Linked DNA regions of Nomascus leucogenys: region 2 is linked to region 1. A link is a contact called in public Hi-C data. All regions are on one chromosome and are shown on one strand. Each heading gives the region's core, a stretch centred on a gene start, on an enhancer-like site or on the middle of the called end of the contact. The rest is flanking DNA. Distances are from core to core; before and after follow the strand shown.

What was found. Hi-C and Micro-C count contacts between places; a contact is called where the count stands out from the background.
Region 2: a contact with region 1 is called in a Hi-C map of an unstated tissue, with 2.8 times the contacts expected there. The contact joins the promoter of GLYCTK here to the enhancer-like site in region 1. A contact is called at or near these places in 2 of 4 Hi-C or Micro-C datasets (a lymphoblastoid cell line and an unstated tissue).

What each region holds. Positions count from the first base shown.
Region 1 is chr4:99,407,831-99,410,786 of Asia_NLE_v1, reverse strand. DNAH1 (dynein heavy chain 1, axonemal) reads left to right here. Exons shown (of 79, transcript XM_030811652.1): 16 at 102-221; 17 at 621-703; 18 at 2,071-2,212; 19 at 2,661-2,816. Among named protein-coding and RNA genes, the nearest start is that of DNAH1, 34 kb to the left of the region's middle. Within about 2 kb of position 1,631, the one cell type or tissue checked has an H3K27ac peak away from gene starts, as active enhancers do. A contact at or near this core is called in a lymphoblastoid cell line, where this site is marked.
Region 2 is chr4:99,470,135-99,473,006 of Asia_NLE_v1, reverse strand. GLYCTK (glycerate kinase) reads left to right here and starts at 1,555. Exons shown (of 5, transcript XM_012498728.2): 1 at 1,555-1,625.

The DNA of each region.
Region 1 (2,956 bases), core at 382-2,881:
AGTTACCTATAGGGAGATGCTGGAGACCAAGGAGGAGGAGCAGGTGAGGGAAGGCAAGGGAGCAGCACGCTGCCCTCACCAGCGCCTCCTCCCACTGCCAGATCTGCGAGGAGTTCCGCAGCATCAGCCGCAAGATCTATGAGAAGCCCAACAGCATTGAGGAGCTGGCTGAGCTGCGAGAGTGGATGAAGGGCATCCCGGAGAGGCTGGTGGGCCTGGAGGTGAGGCAGGCACATGGGCACTGGGACCAGGGAGGCACAGGGCTGGTGTTAAGAGTCTGAGGGCTGGGGCAGGCAGGGGCTGGGAGGTCGGACTCAGGAGGCTGAGGGTGAGGTAGTTGGACAGAGGACAGGTGGGGTTTAGGGGGTTGTGATCTGTGGCTTCAGAGCTCTGCTGTCTGGGGGTAGGGGGGCTGGAAGCTGGAGGTGTGGCAGCCATGGCTCTTGGAGCCCTGAGCCTGATGCTGCCCTTGCACCCTGGGCCTCCTCCCCTGGCCCAGGCCTCCCCACTCTGAAAGAGAGCAGCCCCTCTCTAGTACCCATCTCTCTGGGGAGCCGGGTTCCAATTACCCACCCCCTCCCTGGCACACGTGAAGTTCTCATTACCACCTGTCTGTGCAGGAGCGGATTGTGAAGGTCATGGATGACTACCAGGTCATGGATGAATTCCTCTACAACCTCAGCTCAGATGACTTCAATGACAAGTGAGTGGGAGCTTGGCCCCCATGCCAGGTGCGGGGTGGAGCATGAGGGGAGCTGCTAAGCTGCAGAGGCTCCCAAATGCCCCAGCTGCCACAGTCTGTGCAGTCTCCCCAGAAACACCCCACTGACATTCCAGAAGCCAGGGCTCCACACATGGGCTGGGACCAGCCAGGGCCAGGTGGCCAGTGGGGCAGAAGGAATTCATTTGGGCCTCTTGGCCTCAGCTGCTCCCCAACCCTGTGTCTGTCCTGTCAATGGCCTGGCACACGTTTTGCTTGTTGTTTTTTGGAATAGAGTTTTGCTCTGTCACCCGGGCTGGAGTGCAGTGGCGCCATCTCAGCTCACTGCAACCTCCGCCTCCAGGGTTCAAGTGATTTTCCCTGCCTCAGCCTCCTGAGTAGCTGGGATTACAGGTGCCCACAACCATGCCTGGCTAATTTTTATATTTTCAGGGGTTTCACCATGTAGGCTGGTCTCGAACTCCTGACCTCAGGTGATCCACCCGCCTCGCCCTCCCAAACAGCTAGGATTATAGGCGTGAGCCACCACGCCCAGCCTGACACACGTATTTTACTGTGGACCTAGGGTTTCCTGTTTGTGGCTGGTGCCCTTTGGGGTTCTTGGGAGCACTGAGAGAGGCAAAGCTCAGCCTGGTGGGCAGTCCCTGGAGAGGGGCATTTGTCCCCACCCAAGTCAAAAGCCTTGTGGGAAACAGCCTTAGGTGCCCTTTTCCAACCAAGCCTTACTGAGGCCGCCAGAGACTCCATACCCAGTGCTGCCTCACAGATGTTGGGGGAGTCAGGACCGTCAGGGCCCTGCCCAGGAAAGGGAGATACTGGCAGACAGGGCACCTGGGTGCTCAGGGGGAACTCCCCCAGGGCCAGCGTCCCCAGGCCGGCTGCAGGTGGAAGCCCCACATCCCACAGATCCCCTGTGTCAGCTGGGCAAAGGGAGTTGGTCTGACCTGAAGGCAGCTGGCCTGAGGGCCCTGGCTAGAGACTGTGGCTTTGCCTTCTCTGAGGAAAGGCCCCTCTGGCCCCTGAGGCTTAAGAGGGGAACTTGGCCTCACTCTTCTCACTTCCCCTTGGTCCCTGTCACTACACTGGGCACCTTGGGTCTGCATCTCACTGGATGCAGACTGCAGCTCCCAGGGGGCAGGGCAGCCTCCCTGATGGTGGCAGTCGCGCCTCCCAGCTCACCTGTACTTCCCAGTTGTCCGGCCCCAAGTGGCCTCCACAGCTGCCTGGATTTCCCCTGAACCCCTTCTCACTGGCTGCCTGGGTGCCTGGTGGGATGCCCCTGCCTGGCCTTGCCACTCCACCACTTCAGCCATGATATTTCTCCCAATCTCCACCCCCATCCCGGCCAGATGGATTGCCAGCAACTGGCCTTCTAAGATCCTTGGGCAGATAGAGCTGGTGCAGCAGCAGCATGTGGAGGATGAGGAGAAGTTCCGCAAAATCCAGATCATGGATCAGAACAACTTCCAAGAGAAGCTGGAAGGGCTGCAGGTGGGGCACGGCTGCAGGCTTGGTGCTAGACACACCCCCCACCACATACATGCACAGTTCTCCAGGGCCTGGCCTCACTTCTTGCATTCAGGAGGTGCTGAGTCAACATGTGATAGGCGAGCAGATGGATGAATGAATAAATGGCTGAAAGAATGAACCCAAAGGCCAAAGAGATGCCTAGGCAGCAAGCTCCAGAAAGATTCAGAGCAGTAAAGTCCCCAGCTCTTCTGTTGTGTCCTTGGCGGCCTACTGGGCAGTGGGCACAGTGTCAGGGCACTGGGTCTCCCCTAGCTTTGCTGTGAGGAACCTGCTCACTCCAGGAGAACAACCTCCTTAGAACTGGGAGGAGTGGACGTTCTGGGACCTCCAGTTCCCTGGGTTTGCATGGGAAGGCGTGGACACAAGTGGGGCTGCAGGGGCATCTGACCCATTGCTCCTTGGCCTGCAGCTGGTGGTAGCTGGCTTCTCCATCCACGTGGAGATTTCGCGGGCACACGAGATCGCCAATGAGGTACGGCGTGTCAAGAAGCAGCTGAAGGACTGCCAGCAGCTGGCCATGCTCTACAACAACCGCGAGCGCATCTTCAGCTTGCCCATCACCAATGTAGGCCTCCTGCAGGCACTCTGCCCCCAGTCCCCCAGGCTTGAGGAAGCAGCTCATGTAGATGCAGCTGCCAGGAGGCAGGGCTCTGGCATTTGGGGGCAGGACCCAGCAGGCTGCACAGTGGAGACAGCCCAACCCTG
Region 2 (2,872 bases), core at 306-2,805, 62 kb before region 1:
CAGCCTGGCCAACATGGTGAAACTCTGTCTTTACTAAAAATACAAAAATTAGCTGGACGTGGTGGCGGGTGCCTGTAGTCCCAGCTATTCGGGAGGCTGAGGCAGGAGAATTGCTTGAACCTGGGAGGCAGAGGTTGCAGTGAGCCGACATCATGCCCAGGCTGCAGTGCAGTGGCAGTGAGCTGAGATTGTGTCATTGCACTCCAGCCTGGGTGACAGAGCAACACTCCACCTCAAAAACAAGAGAAGAAAATGTGTTTTTGTTTGTTGGTTGGTTTTTGAGACAGGGGCCCAGGCTGGAGTGCAGTGGCGTGATCAAGGTTCACTGCAGCCTCTACCTCCCAGGCTCAGGTGATCCTCCCATCTCAGCCTCCCGAGTAGCTGGGACTACAGGAGCATGCCACCACACCTGGCTCTTTTTTTTTTTTTTTTTTTGGTAGAGATAAGTTTCGCCATGTTCCCAGGCTGGTCTCGCATTCCTAGGCTCAAGCGATCCACCCACCTTGGCCTCCCCAATGTTGGGATTACAGGCGTGAAACACTGCGCCCTGCCAAGAAACATGTTTCAGTAAAATTGTTAGGAAATCAAGTGTGTGATTTGTGATGCAACTCTCTCCTCTATCTCCCTAAGAAAACATCAGTAAGAACAGTGAACTGTTTTGTATTTTTGGAGTCTGATCAGGACTCATCTTATGAATGTGGGAAGGCATCCAGCCAGCTCAGGGTGGGCCCAGGATGAGAGCAGGGACAGCGAGGTAGGCCCAGAGTCATTTGAGTTTACGTGCCGCTTATGTGCTTGAGGATCGCAGAATGGAACTCTTGCTAAGCCACAGCTGTATTTGGTGGCCCATGGTGGGAGAGGGAAGAACAATAGTAAGTTGTGGAATAAAAGCCATGGAGAGGAGCGGGAATTACTTAATCTGGCTCCAGAAGGGGTGAGTTGTGGGGAAGGGGTGAGTTGTGGGGAAGGGGTGAGTTGTGGGGAAGTAGTGATTCTCAGTTCGTTTGCTCAGCTCAGTGCCTGACACTCAGGGTGCATCTGCTGACTGATCGTAGAGGATAAAGGAAGGGAGGGGCCGGGCACGGAGGCTCAAGTCTGTAATCCCATCACTTTCGGAGGCTGAGGTGGGTGGATCGCTTGAGGTTAGGCGTTCGAGACCAGCCTGGCCAACATGGCGAAAGCCCGTCTCTATTAAAAAATACAAAAATTAGCCCGGAGTGGTGGCACATGCCTGTAATCCCAGCTACTCGGGAGGCTGAGGCATGAGAATCGCTTGAATCCGGGAGACGGAGGTTGTATTGGGCCGAAACCGCGCCTCTGCACTCCAGTCTGGGCGACAGAGTGAGACCCCGTCTCAAAATAAAAATCGGCAATCGGTGAGGCGGGGATCATTACCCTCAATGTAGAGATTAAAAAAATGAGGACTGAAGGTGACTCCTTCCAGGTCTGTCGGTGGCCAGCAAAGAGCCAATATCCTAAACTCTCCCCTCCCGGACACCGGCTTCGGCCAGAGCTCGCACCCGCCTGCGCCGCTCCACCCACCCACACTTCCGGCTTCCGCTCCGCCCACCCGCGAGTACTTCCGTTCTCCAGCGCTGGGCACCGCGGCCCGGAGCTGTGGGCTGGTAAGTCTGCGCCGCCAGGGCTCGCATGACCTTCAGAAGCAATCCCTGGGCTGGGCGACGACGGGTCCTGGTGGCAGCAGGCCCTTCTTTCTCGCATCACCGGGAATTACGCGGCAACCATTTCCCTCGCGAAGGCCCTACCTTAGGATGACGTAACTTCCGGCCCCTACTGGCTGGGGAAAGCCGGAAAAGGTGCCAGCCCCCTTTGGTGGCTGGGAGGAGTCTAGGCCGGTAGTCTTCCTATTTCCGTGTTTTGCTCAGGAGCCTCCCGGAGTTTCGGAGAGACCACGTCTTGGATAGAATTGGAGGACTTAGCAAATAAAAATGTAAAGCGTCCAGTTAAATTGTTTTTTGAGATAGAATCTCACTCTGTCACCCAGGCTGGAGTGCAGTGGCGCGATCTCGGCTCACTGCAACCTCCGCCTCCCCGGTTCAAACGATTCTCGTGCCGCAGTCTCCCGAGTAGCTGGGATTACGGGCGCCCACCACACCTGGCTAATTTTTGTATTTTTAGTAGAGACGGGGTTTCACCATGTTGGTCAGGCTGGTCTCGAACTCCTGACCTCAGGTGATGCGCCCGCCTCAGCCTTCCAAAGTGCCGGAATTACAGGCGTGAGCCACTGCGCCCGGCCACGTCCAGTTAAATTTGAGTTAAGATAAACGACGAATAATTGTTAAGTCCTAAACATTGTATGCACATACTTATACTTTAAAAATTACTTGTTTATTTGAAATTCAAATTTAACCGGACGTCCTGTATTTTCTGTGGCAGCCTTAGCATTGAGCATCCCCCTGTCCTGTGCTCATATCCAGTGACAAGGCTGGGATCTTCTAGGCTCTTGTCCATCTGGGAAATAGATACAAATTTCACCCAGGCTATAAAGACCGGCTGTCTTAGTTGCTAAGATGCTTTTAGCTCTGAGCCTAATAGGCAAGCTCCAGGGGTCCCCCTGGCCAAAACTGGACCCATTTTCAGAATCCCCATGACGATGCCCTCTGTGTTCCCTTTCACAACAGAAGTCAGGCATGGCTGTCTTCTTATAGGAGAGCTGAGAACTAGGCAGACAAAATGGTCAGAGTCTAGAAGTAACCACCATATTTGGGTGTGGGGTAAACCGGTGTTTGAGATCTGTGTTGCAGTGGACAGTATCAGAGAGCCTGAGGTTGTTAAGGGGAGAGCGTAGTGTTAATCTCACCTCATGTCTCATTTTGTGGATCAGGCCCAGTGAGAGAAATGGAGGTGTCCC